Linked DNA regions of Mus musculus: all the other regions are linked to region 3. Evidence: chromatin contacts called from public Hi-C and promoter capture Hi-C data. All regions are on one chromosome and are shown on one strand. The core of a region is the stretch at or near the end of the contact, and the rest is flanking DNA. Distances in the headings are between cores, read along the strand shown.

Region 1 (3,781 bases), core at 248-2,747, 8.8 Mb before region 3:
AACTGGGCATCTGTCACTGACCCAAACGGTACTGTATTGCGCTGTCATTTGGCACAGTGAGGAGAAGCAGGTGCATGAAGCTGGAGGAGAAAGGCAGCCCTCCTAGCCTGGAAGGGACAATGAGGGGGCCAAGCTTCCTGGCTTAGCCATCATTTGATGCACCCCAAACTTTGACCCCAGTCCTGTATCATGCAGCTTCAGTGCGCAATAGGGCCCTGAACAACTCCGCCCACCTGCTCCCACTGCCTCAGTGCCTTCAGCCTGGCCCAGCCCCATTCTTGCCAAGGCAAAGGGAGCACACAGCTACTCCTTCAGGTCCTCTGCTGCAGCCCATGACCAAGCCCGAGTCATCAGCCTTTGTGTCGGGACCTTTCCCCGGAGACACCCACCTCTAAACCTAGTCCTACCTCAGCCACCATTCATTGTCTCCTACACTTCTCTAGAAGGCTGTCCAACCTCACCCCCACCACCCAAACTCAAGTCCTTCCCTAGCCCTCACCTTGGAAACCCCGTTTTTTCTCTGACCCAAACAAAACACGCCTTACAAACCCCAACCTCTCTTTCTAGTGCAACAACCTAGACCTCAGAATCCTTCCTAGCTACCCCCAACCAAGTTCTCCACAAGGCTCCCTGGTTCCCCACACTACCCGTGATCACATCCCCACTCCTTTAAAAACATTTCTGCGACCCCCAACTCTCCTCAGTCCCCTTCTGGGTCCTCACAGGCTCCAAGAGCATCTTCTAGCCTCTGCTGCCACCCACCTCGGGCTCCTCCTTACCTCAGCCTGCACCTGACCCTTCTCCTCTTCCTCCTCCTCTTGGCAATGCTTGTCCTTGGAGACCCCTCCCCCACCGGGGTCTACAGTGCACAAGTGACCCAGGATCCCCATCTATCCTCTCTGCAGAACACTCCCTAGGAACCGACCGGTCCCCCTCTCCGCTACCCACAGCCACCCCTCTAGGAGCAGCCTCCTGCATTCCTCCAGGACCCAAAGCCTTCATCGCCGGCGTTTCCTATTTCCTCCTCCCGGGGACCGGGTAGATGTGATTCTAAAACCAATCGCCCGGAGAGGGATCCGAATGCTGCCTGGGAGGTGGCGGGGGTGGGGATGTCCTGGAGCTCCTCATTTGAAGCCTCAGACTGTCTGTTTGGGGGTCCTACCAATTCCATCTGCTGCTAAAACCGCTTCTAGAAGTCCCAAGGGCCGCATGGGAGGTCCCGAGGGGCCCGGCCTCTCCCTCCCAGGGTTCGCTCGCCATCTCCGGGATGGGGGGGTCTCCACCCGACTTCAGCCGCCTCACTCACCATGGCGAGGCACCGGTATCCGGAGCTCGGGGATCGAGGTTACTCTGGCGGCGGCAGCAGCTGCAGCAGCTCGAGCTCCGCCGCGCGTCCGCGCCTCCACACTCTTTGCCCGCAGCGCGCGCCACCGCCGCCGCCGCCCGCCCCAACGGTCCCTCAACGGCCGCCGCGCGCGCCCCGCCTCGCCCGGCCCCGCCCCAGACGGCTCGCGCGCTCCCGCTGCACTGCGGCTTCCTACGGATCCCTTCGCGTCAGGCTCGTGCGGCTCGCCCCTTCCACAGAGCCCAGCGAATCTGCTGCCGCACGGGCACGCGCACGCGCGTTCCCCACCGCGGGGACTACTTTCGCTCTCGGCGCTCTCGGCCCCTTGCATCCGCTCCGCTTTCCTCTCTGGCGGAAGGGCACCGGTTTACGGAGAGTGACACGTCTCTGTGTGAGCCACGCCGCTATTGGACCCGCCTCGTGGCGGAAATGAGAACGCAACTCCGATTGGTCCGGCCTTCCCTGCAATGCGTCAAACTGGGGCGAGCCACCGCGCGGTGTGCGGGGGGCAGCACGACCTGTGTGGCTCTGTGGAGCCGCGAGGAATAGAGGGGCTAAGACGGAAACAGGGTGGATGTTGGAGAAGCAAATACGTTGTCTCTATGGCTCGGAAATAAAAATGGGTTGGGGGAAGAAGCAGAAGGACTTTCTTCTCTCTCCCTTTGAGCAGATACAAGATGGTTTAATCCAAAATCGTGGGGTCTAGGAGCCTGGCCTGAACCGGCTCTTCACAGTGGTTGGCTCTTCAAGGTTCCGCTGGTCTCCTGAAGGTTCCACCCTCTACGCGTACAATTTGCTGGGATGGCTGAGTGGGTGAAGGCGCTTGCAGGCAAGCTAGAAACTGTGAGTTCGATCACCGGAACTCACGTGGTGGTTTGGAGAACAGACTTCCACAAAGAATTGTCCTCGGACTTCCACATGCGCGCTGTATAAATAAGTTCAAACAAACAAACAAACACAAATCTAAAACACGCACAAAAGCAACATGTGGGGATCTGGACTTGACTCTTGATCTCAGGATCTGTACCCAGAACAATCTCTGGATGCAGAATGTTTTCATTCATTCATTCATTCATTCACTCATTCAGCCAATTAAACATGAATTGGGCACTGCTGTCTGCACAGATCTGGTGCCGGGCTGTGCTGGTGACATCACACTTCTCAACCATTCTCTTGTCACCTAGACAGTGTGACTCACTTCTTATTCTAGGGATTCCAGGCACAGAAAGAAAAAGAACTGTTGCTAAGGGCACCTGAGACAACTGTATTGTATACCATAGTGTATATACTGTACATTACTGTACAGAGCCCTCGTATAGGATGGGAGTTGGCATTTTCTTCCTTCCTTTATTTATTTATTTATTTATTTATTTATTTATTTATTGAGACTGTGTAGCCCTGAGCCCTGGTTGGCCTTCAGAATCAAAGGCATGCATCGACACTCCAGGGCAAGAACTGACAGAGAAGGGGGGTGGGGGGAGAGAGAGAGAGAGAGAACTTCTAGGGTCAGAAAACTTTTTTTTTTTTTTTTTGGTGGGGAGGGAGAGACTGGGAGAATATAGTCTTTCTGTAAATGCCGCCTGTGGACATCTCTTAAATCTGCTCTCAGGAAAGAAAATGTGTCTAGTGCAGAAGGAAATAAAACTGATAGAGCAGAGGCAGAGAGGAGGGAGGATCTTGTTGACATTGGTTTAAATGTCTGCAACCTGTAAACTGAGATTTACAACCTGTAGGTCTTGACCCCCTTGTGGCTTGCATATCAGATATCTTGCATATCAGATATTTACATAATGACTCATAACAGTAGCAAAATTACAGGTTTGAACTAGTAATCAAACAATTTTTTAAAAGATTTTTATTTATTTATTACACACAGTGCTCTGTCTGCATGTATGCCTGCAGGCCAGAAGAAGGCACCAGATCCCATTACAGATGGTTGTGAGCCACCATGTGGGTGCTGGGAATTGAACTCAGGACCTCCAGAAGAGCAGTCAGTGCTCTTAATCTCAGAACAGTATCTCCAGCCCACAATGAAATAATTTTATGATTTGGAGTCCCCAGTACTTGTATGGGGTTTTTGCAGCATTAGGAAAGTTGAGAACCACAGACTTAATGACATTAAAATGTGTTCTCTCTTTTTTTGAGTCAGGGTATCTTAGTTTGGTTTCTATTTCTGTAATAGAGGCCATTTCTAAAACCAGCTTGGGGGAAGAAAGGGTCTGTCTTAGTCAGGGTTTCTATTCCTGCACAAACGTCATGACCAAGAAGCAAGTTGGGGAGGAAAGGGTTTATTCGGCTTACACTTCCATACTGCTGTTCATCACCAAAGGAAGTCAGGACTGGAACTCAAGCAGGTCAGGAAGCAGGAGCTGATGCAGAAGCCATGGAGGGATGTTCTTTACTGGCTTGCTTCCCCTGGCTTGCTCAGCCTGCTCT
Region 2 (4,197 bases), core at 1,184-3,683, 6.7 Mb before region 3:
GATTAAGCTTGCTATGTAGTCGACCTTAGAACTTCTCATCCTCCTGCCTCAGCTTTCCAAATGCTAGGTTTACAGGCATGCATATCCACAACTGGTCTGTCAATTTCCGTCAGCCTCTACATACACTGTCTCCTCAACTGAGGGCTGGGGAGCATTCACACAGTACTCCCAAATTTTAGTTTTTCTTCTCTAGAACCCTCAACTAACTTCTTCAGATGTGTCCCCAGAAGGACAGACTTGTAGTTGGCTCTCTTAAATCCAATGCTCAAACTCCCAATGACCTGAGATACCACCCTGGCTTCTGCCTTCCTACAAAGTCACCAACACCTCCAGCCCCCTCCCTTTCTACTTCTGCACACTCCCAATTCCTTCCCGGTCAGCTCTGCCCCACCTCACACCTCACCAGACCTAGGACAGGCCCCTCCCGGGCACCTCGCCAACTCCAAGACCAGCTACCCCTAGGGATCCAGGAGTCCAATTCCACAACTTGGAAATACAGACCCTAGCCACCTCCCTCAGCCGCTGAAGCTTGACTTGTTCGAGAGCCCCCCCCCCCCACCTTAAGCCGTCTATGTCAGGAGCTCATGGGTCCAGAACCTCGGCCCTTCTCCCCACCATCACAATATGGACTACAGGGTGCAGAAGCACTCGGACAAACGGGAGTTAGACGTGAAGAGGGACTTTCTGTTTGTTGGGGTGAAGGAATTAATGTAAGTCTAGCAATGCCTAGATGGTGTACATTCTGGAGAGCCCCTGCTGAGGGTCGGGGTAAGGATGGCTGACTCCTGCCACACAGATGTGGATCCTCTTGTCTTTTGATCTTCCAAGGCTGACGTCATCTGAGGACTAGTCTACCTAAGCCACCTGTTACATTAGATTCCTCAGAAGGACCCCCGACCACCCTATTTGTGCCCCTACCTTAGCTCCTCAGCTGATCTTTATCCCGGAACCTCAATTCTGACCCCCGACTGCCCGAAGTCCCCCAACCCCCGTCTTCAACCCTGAATTCCGGCACAAACTTTTCCTTACTGCGGACTACCAATGCCTCTTAGTCTCTGTATTTCTCCTCTCTACTACAGAACTCATTTCTCGAGGTCCTCCAGCTCTATCGCTCTACCCTAGAGCTCCGGTTCCCACCTCCAATTTGTTCATTCGACTCAGGGGCTCGACACCTTTCAAGTATAACTTCGAGGTTTCATTGCTAACATTTTCTTCCGTTGGAAGCAAGCCTTCGCATGGATCTGCAGTCTAAATCGTTCTCCCAAACCTTGTCCCCCGACTCCCACACCTAGAATCTGTGTCCTCAGGTCTGTTGCTCCCACCTGGGCCCACACCACAGCGCCTGCTTGCATTTAAGCCCCACACCTGCCCCCCATTTCCCGCTCCGCCATCCCCGAGGACACACCTCGCCCGCCTCCGGGTAGTAGCTCCACTCGGCCAGGTCATGAGCCTCCATCTTCACTGAGCCCAGCATCCCCGGGGCCTGCGCCCCCACACACCCAGGCTGAGGCCCCCCTGGGGGAACCGAGTGCTTCGGTCTCTCTACAGGCACTAGCCCCGAGTTCCGACCTGAGGCACACAGCCCGGGAGTCCCGCTGGCCCAGGCGCCTTGGGAGGCAGCCACTTTTTATAGCCGGGACACCCCCTCCCGGGCCCGCCCCGGGCTCCCCGCCCGCCTCCCCGAGCGCGGCGCCCTCGGATTGGGGCGCCCCCTGCGGGATCTCAAGAAGAGAGACCTCAGGCACTGGGAGCCTCGGTCCTGGCACCTGGAAGCTTGCGATGGATGAAGAGTCGGGGACTACAAGGCGTGGGGTAGAGAGCCACACCCTGCTGATCCCAAAAGCCCTAGAGCAACAGAGCGGGAGCCGGGGAATCTTTCTGCCTCTAAGTGTTTCATCATCTCCAGCTAAAGGAGGGAAACTCTAGAACCCCGCATGTCTTCCACGAAAGAAAGGAGGTTGACAGAGCTCAGGACTCCACAAGTCCCTATACAACACCGTTTAAGTAGCCCGCAGAGATTCCTGAAACCACATTCCCATTGGACAGACAGGAAGACTGAGGCTTTTGACGTCTGCGAATGTTGCAGGCTCCGTACAGAGTCAGGGTCGGCGGTGGAAAGGCTCAGGGCTTCTGCTCAGACCCCATTAAGGCACCAGATCTCCTCTAAGACCCAGAAACTCCACTCACAGCACTCTCCACTCAACGTTAGCCAGCCGTCTAGGGAGAGGGACTCCGGACCGCTGGGAACTCCATTTCCCAGAAGCCTTCGTTCCCATTTCCGTCCGGCGCCTGCGCAGCGCGGACTACATTTCCCAGAAGGCATGGCGCTCGAAGGCCGGAAATGGCGGCCGCTCCGGTGGACGCCCGGGGAGGGCGGGCGGCTGCCGACGCGGCACGCCTTAGGGGCGGGGACCGGCCGCGGTGCCGGACTCCATTTCCCGGCGGCCCTACTAGTGCAGCGCCTGCGCCGTGTCACGGCGGCGGGCGGAAGATGGCGGCGGCGGCAGCGTCTGCGGAGAGGCGCTGCTGAGGGGGCGCGAGGGGGACAGAGGCCGGAGTCGCGGTGAGCGGGTGGCGGCGTGAGGTCCTGGGGTGGGGGGAGGGGGGGCGCTGACAAGGCCGGGGCGCGAGCGATGGGGAGGGCCTCGGCGAGGGCCGGGAGCAGCGGGGTCGCGGGCCCCCGCTTCTTCCCACACTGCTCGGGACCCATCCTTGCCTTCTTTGGCTTCCCGGTCCCCCGGGGCCAAAGTTCCACCGTGGCCGCGCAGACCTCCTGGGCCACCAGCCTGGCCCTGGCTCGTCCCCCGCTCCGCACACTGCTGCACCGGGCCCTTCACTTCCCCAGACTGGCCGTGTGCGAAGCTTCCCACCTCCGGGCCTTTGCACAGGCTGTTCCTCCCCAGTGTCCCCCGCCCTGGAAACGTGCTGTTATCCTTCGGCCTAACTCCCTTTCATCTTCGGGGTTGGGGGGCTCGGCACCCCACGTCACTGCCCCTGCAAAACCTCCGTTTGCCTCCCTCCTTCCTCAAATCCGCCTGCTGAAGGCTCTCCTAGGTCCCCTTGCCTTGCCTTCTCGTCACGTGTGGTCGAACTTGTTATTAGGATTTTATTTGTGTGCTGCGTGAGGAGGTCCCTGACCCTGGGCTCTGTGTAAGAGAGGACAGAGTGTGTCCTGGTGCCTGCCTCCCAGCACAGCTCGCGCCCAACATACACTGGTGTTGCTTAGGCGATGCTCGTTGAATGAATACAGAAAATACAAAAAACAAACAAACAAACAAACAAACAAAAACACTTGGAGATCCACTCTTTAGGATAACGGGAAAGTCATCGTACTTCCTGGTGGGAGGGGCGGTTCAATGCTGAGCACACAACCAGAGAGGGGAAAACAGTGTTAATGTTTCTGATAGCCAGACTGCAAACATCCCGGCTGTCCTTCAGTGGGAAGTCTAGCAGAAATCACTATATTTACGTAATAAAATGATTTGCAACCGTGGAAAGAAAGGAAGGTGGAAAATAGACTGAGCTCAGTATTTACTAAGAGAAAAAAAAGTGAAATAGAAAATAGTTTCTATAAAGTTGACCATCAGCTTGTCTTGGAAGTTCACATGCGTGGATTCAGCCAATCTTAAGATTGAAATAGTCAGGAAAATGGTTTACACTGACTTTAAAATTTTACATCCTCCCTCAACAATACAATGTAACAACGTTGTTTACATTGTATGTTGAATTAGGTCATCTGGAGGTGATTTAAGCCAGACTTGATGACACAGACCTAGTTAAGAGACTGGGGCAGGGGGATTACAAAGTTACTTGGCACACAAGTGCTCTTACTATACAAGCCCTGAGTTCCCCAGCTAGCACAGCCTAAGAGATGATAACAGTATGCTAGAAGGTCTGTGTAGCACTTGAACACACTGGGAATGGAGCATGGGGCTTTGTGCATAGTAAAAACCTGAATACCAAGTGAGCTATGTGCCCAGCCCAACAGTGCCTCATCCATCACCTCCTCCTCCTCCACCGCCACTACCTCCAGGTTTCTCTTTGTAGCCTTGGTTGTCCTGGAACTCACTTGGCAGACCAAGCTGGTCTTGAATTTGTAGAGCTACGTCTGCCTCTGCCTCCCAAGTAACTGGTATTAAAGGTGTGTACCAGCACCTGGCTTTCTTTCTCCCCCACCCCTTTTCTCTTTCTCTCTCT
Region 3 (3,960 bases), core at 137-2,636:
TTCAAAAACTACCCATAGTTAAGAATGCAAGGCCACTCAGCAGAAACCACAGAGTACTAACCTGAGTCCTTCCAATTCTAGGCCCTCTAGTTTCTTTGTCCATGAGAAGATTCTGTCCTTTCTTGTCACCATTTAGATCCCAAATCTCCTCTGGAAGCCAACTAGATAGCCTAGACCTCCCAGTACCAAACATACAAGTTGTACCTGCCCTCAAGGTTGACCCTGTAACCTCGAGGAAATGTAGGAGTTGGGGATAGGGGTTTCCAAATCTGCTGGTCTTTCATTACCTCCTAAAAGGCCACCTGGCACACACTGGAGAGTTCAGTCCATGTTTTGGGAGACTCTTCCCAGCCTTGGACACCCGTAGGTCCAAAGTGCCAGTCCACCCCCAGCACTAAGCAGATCTTATCCCATCCGTGAAGAAAATCAAAGATCTTCTACCCTTAAAATTCTCCCTGACCTGCACCCTAGGCCATTCTTCCGCTACCTGAAAATCCAGCTTTTGAGACTCAGCCCAAACGGTGGACTAGCATGGCTACCCCAAGCTGTCAGCTCACCGCTCGGCTAGAATCTCTCATTTTCCAAGACGCCGCCCCCCGACACCCCTTTCCCTAAAACGTCTAGTTCTTCCGACTTTTTCCAACTCAAAGCCACAAAACAGAACCCCAAAGCAGTTTCCAGTCTCCGAATCCCAGGATATAAAATCCTCCCCGCCCGCCCGCTAGGACCCTGGTCGCCTTAAAATAAAATCCATCCCCCTCCACACGGTTTTCCTTGCACCGAAGGCCAGGATCCGCCCTCAGGCTGCCCCGAGGCCCTGGCCGCAGATCCTTTACAACGGCAGGTGGCAGGATCCCTGGCTCCTCAGACCATCTCCTGGATCTCTGTGGAGTCGAGCTCCCGCGTCCCACAGCCCGTCCTCGGCCCGGACTCCAGGCTCCCCGGTCCCCCGCCCCGCGCACTCTCACAATGTCCGTCCGGCCCCGAGTAGCCGCCGGGCTCCGGGTGCGGCTGCAGCCCGGGCGGCGGTGGCTGCGCGGTCCCCTCCAGCTCGGAGCCCCCCTCGGTCTCGACCTCCTCGTTGTTGTGCCCAGGTAACCCCGGATCGTCGTCAGCCTCGAGCTCCCGTTCGTCTTCGGGCTCCTCGGCCTCTAGCGCCGCCAGCAGCCGCTCAGCAAGCTCGGCCTTCAGGCCGCGAGTGTCCAGGCCGCGGCGCTGCAGCTCCTCGCGAAGTTCGTTCACCTTCAGGCGACGCACATCCATGGCCCGGGCCCCCGGGGCGGCCCCCGAGCCTGGCCCGGCCTCCCAGGGCTCTGTCCCCCCTAAACCTTGCCTGTCAGGAGGCGAAGGGGGAAAAGGGGGGGCCACTCCAATGGCGGCGGCGGCTCAAGATGGCCGCCGCCGCCTCCTCCCCCTTGCCCGGACCGTACGATGTAAAACGAGTCTCAATTGGTCAGCGCATGGGGCAACGGGCGCGGGCCCGGGAACCAAGCCAATCACAGTGTGGCTTTCAAAAGAACGGTACTAGAGGGCTCAGGAGCTGCCTAAGAGGAAGCGTTAGCCTACGTTGAAGTCGCGGCCAGAGTGGAGGGCGGGAAAAGGCGAGAGGCGGAGCAAGCGCTGATTGGGTAGCGCTCGCGCGCCCGCTGCGGTACAGTCAAATGAAGGAAAGGGAGTAACGACTTGGAGCCATTAGCAGCCAGATCTCAGAACAACCGCCCAGTCTCTCCGCGCCGTGCTTCCCTCAGACTCTCTGTAAAACACATTCTAACTGGTCTTCATCTCACGCCCCCTCGCGGAGGCCAAGCGGGTAAAACCACCACAACCAATCAAATGCGGCGGGAAGAGGCCGGCCAACCCTCGTCTTTCCTGTTGCCTTTCGGGAACCGGAAGGAGATTAATTCACCGAGGCCCCGCCCCTTGCCGTTAGGGCGGTTTCAAAACAACCTGTTCGCCAATCGCAGTTACTGTTATATTTCACCACTGCCAGAGCTTGAGCGCTTTAGAAAAAGCGAACTAGATTGGCCATTCTTGAGAGGCTTGCCTCTCAAAGTTCTCCGTACAGCAGGGTATAATACGGAATGAAAATCAAGTGGATCTGTTACTCATCGTTTGTTAGAAACCCAGTTGCCTTTATGAGAAACAACAACAACAAAATTGGTCCTGGAGAGCGCTGAAGGGTTGAAAGCAGGGGCTAGGCTAACAACGGGAGAAAAGTTGTGTGGTAAATCGCACCCCTCCCTTTGATGCACAACCTCCCAGGGCGCTTTCTCTATGGTTGCTAGACAAGCCACTCTGCACGCAACCATAGAGCCTTCCCGCTCTGGGCATAGCTGCAGAAGTTCGCGGCTTTCCATCTCGAATCCATTAAACCGTTGTTGCTCAACCTCAATCTTGCTGTGTCTACTCTGACCAATTCGCACACGAGAATCCGTAATTACGACAGGTTGTGTTAATCCATACACCTGTCGCCCTTTGCTCAGAAGACAAAAACTTAGTGAAATAACACCGAGACGCACAACGCAAATGTGCACCGACATCTATAGCCTTAACTCCCAACAAAAGCCACAAACACTCTCTATTAGACACACGCAAACATCCCACAATAAATGAATAGGCGTGACAGGCCAAAAGCATCAATTCAGGATAAGACTTCAAACGGCAGTGTAGGTGTGGCACAAGCATGCAGCATCGTGCGACAAAGCTCAGCTAAGACAGTTCACGCTACAAGCTCACACCACAGCAACCTAGACACACAGCACCCACTCAGCAGCGGGACAGACACTCACGTGGGCCCGAGGTTCCAGTCCAGACACCCCGCCCCTCGCCCACGTCGGACTTCCTCTCTCCTCCCAGCTGACCACAATGATTTGTTTTTTGAAAGAAAAAAAAAAAAAAAAAACTTTGTGGCCCGGATTGAACTGTACCCAGTTCTCAGGAACCACCACCGGGGGGCGACCGGGCGCCGCATAGGGTTCTTGAAATGGTAGTAGTCACAGACTAGGAAAAAGTGAAGACTCGGATCTTTGTCCATCTGTGGTTCGAGGTGTTCTGGTCCATCTTTCCTCAACAATCTGAATGTTTGCCTATGTGAGAATCTTTTGTACTAGTCTGGGCATGTTAGTTTATTTTCTTCTTTATTAAGACAGTCTCATGTAGCCCAGGCTGGCCTGCATCTCTCTGTGAAATCAAGGTCAACCTTGAAGTCTTGATCTTTCTGCTTATACCTCTCAAGCGCCGGGATTATGTGCACCATGTTGGATTCTTGAGTGTGTGTAATGCTTGTTCTGTGTCTGTTACTAAAGGTTCTTCCTATTGCTGGTGAGTACCTGCCTGCTGATGTTTGCAGATTTACAAGTGTGGGTTTATATGTTTCTGTTACTGTGAGTGCATAACTGGGCCTTTGCATTTGTGGCTAGGTTTGCCTGAGCATGTGCACTAATTCACATGTCTGTTACTTTGGAATGTTTGTGTAAGACCCTGTCGGGGATCGCTCTCTCCCTCCATCCCTCTCTCTCTCTCTCTGTCTGGCTCGCTCTCTCTGTCTGGCTCTCTCTCTCTGTCTCTCTCTCTCTCTCTCTCTCTCTCTCTCTGACAGAGAGGGAGTATTCCTCAGGGCTTTCTGAGAGTCTGACTTTCCTTGGTTGTATATATTTGTCTATGTGCATGGTTCATGTCTACTCTCACTAATGAAAACATTCCCATGTGTCCCTCAAACTCTTCTTATTCTTTTTATTGAGGTCAGGGTCCCTCTAGGTAAGCCACGATGGCCTGCAACTAACTTTCCATCCTCTTGCCGCTCAGGTGTTGGGATTACAGGAGCCTTTCTTCTCACAGTGGGGAAACCGAATCTCTAGGGAGAGGGGACGTAGCACAGTTGAATGGACACAAGAGACAGAATAGTGACTGACAAAAGTTTTATGTGATCTGAGCCTCTCTGGAGGCACCAGAGTCCACACT

Evidence for each region. Promoter capture Hi-C pulls out the DNA fragments that hold promoters and counts their contacts. Hi-C and Micro-C count contacts between places; a contact is called where the count stands out from the background.
Region 1: a Hi-C map of B cells shows a contact between it and region 3, with 5 read pairs. The contact joins the promoter of Calm3 here to the promoter of Hnrnpul1 in region 3. A contact is called at or near these places in 1 of 39 promoter capture datasets (cranial neural crest), 1 of 484 Hi-C or Micro-C datasets (B cells) and 1 of 9 other capture datasets (adipose tissue).
Region 2: a contact with region 3 is called in a promoter capture Hi-C map of the HPC-7 cell line. The contact joins the promoter of Sympk here to the promoter of Hnrnpul1 in region 3. A contact is called at or near these places in 3 of 39 promoter capture datasets (the HPC-7 cell line, cranial neural crest and maxillary cranial neural crest).

The regions. Positions count from the first base shown.
Region 1 is chr7:16,922,535-16,926,315 of GRCm38.p6, forward strand. It overlaps Calm3 (calmodulin 3), which reads right to left and starts at 1,498. Exons shown (of 6, transcript NM_007590.3): 1 at 1,307-1,498. The coding sequence starts at 1,309. Gm45972 (predicted gene, 45972) reads left to right here. Exons shown (of 3, transcript NR_165470.1): 2 at 1-28; 3 at 906-1,984.
Region 2 is chr7:19,021,944-19,026,140 of GRCm38.p6, forward strand. It overlaps Sympk (symplekin), which reads left to right and starts at 2,434. Exons shown (of 27, transcript NM_026605.2): 1 at 2,434-2,563. Foxa3 (forkhead box A3) reads right to left here and starts at 1,596. Exons shown (of 2, transcript NM_008260.2): 1 at 1,406-1,596. The coding sequence starts at 1,474.
Region 3 is chr7:25,753,373-25,757,332 of GRCm38.p6, forward strand. Hnrnpul1 (heterogeneous nuclear ribonucleoprotein U-like 1) reads right to left here and starts at 1,387. Exons shown (of 15, transcript NM_144922.3): 1 at 969-1,387. The coding sequence starts at 1,263. Axl (AXL receptor tyrosine kinase) reads right to left here. Exons shown (of 20, transcript NM_009465.4): 20 at 3,128-3,960.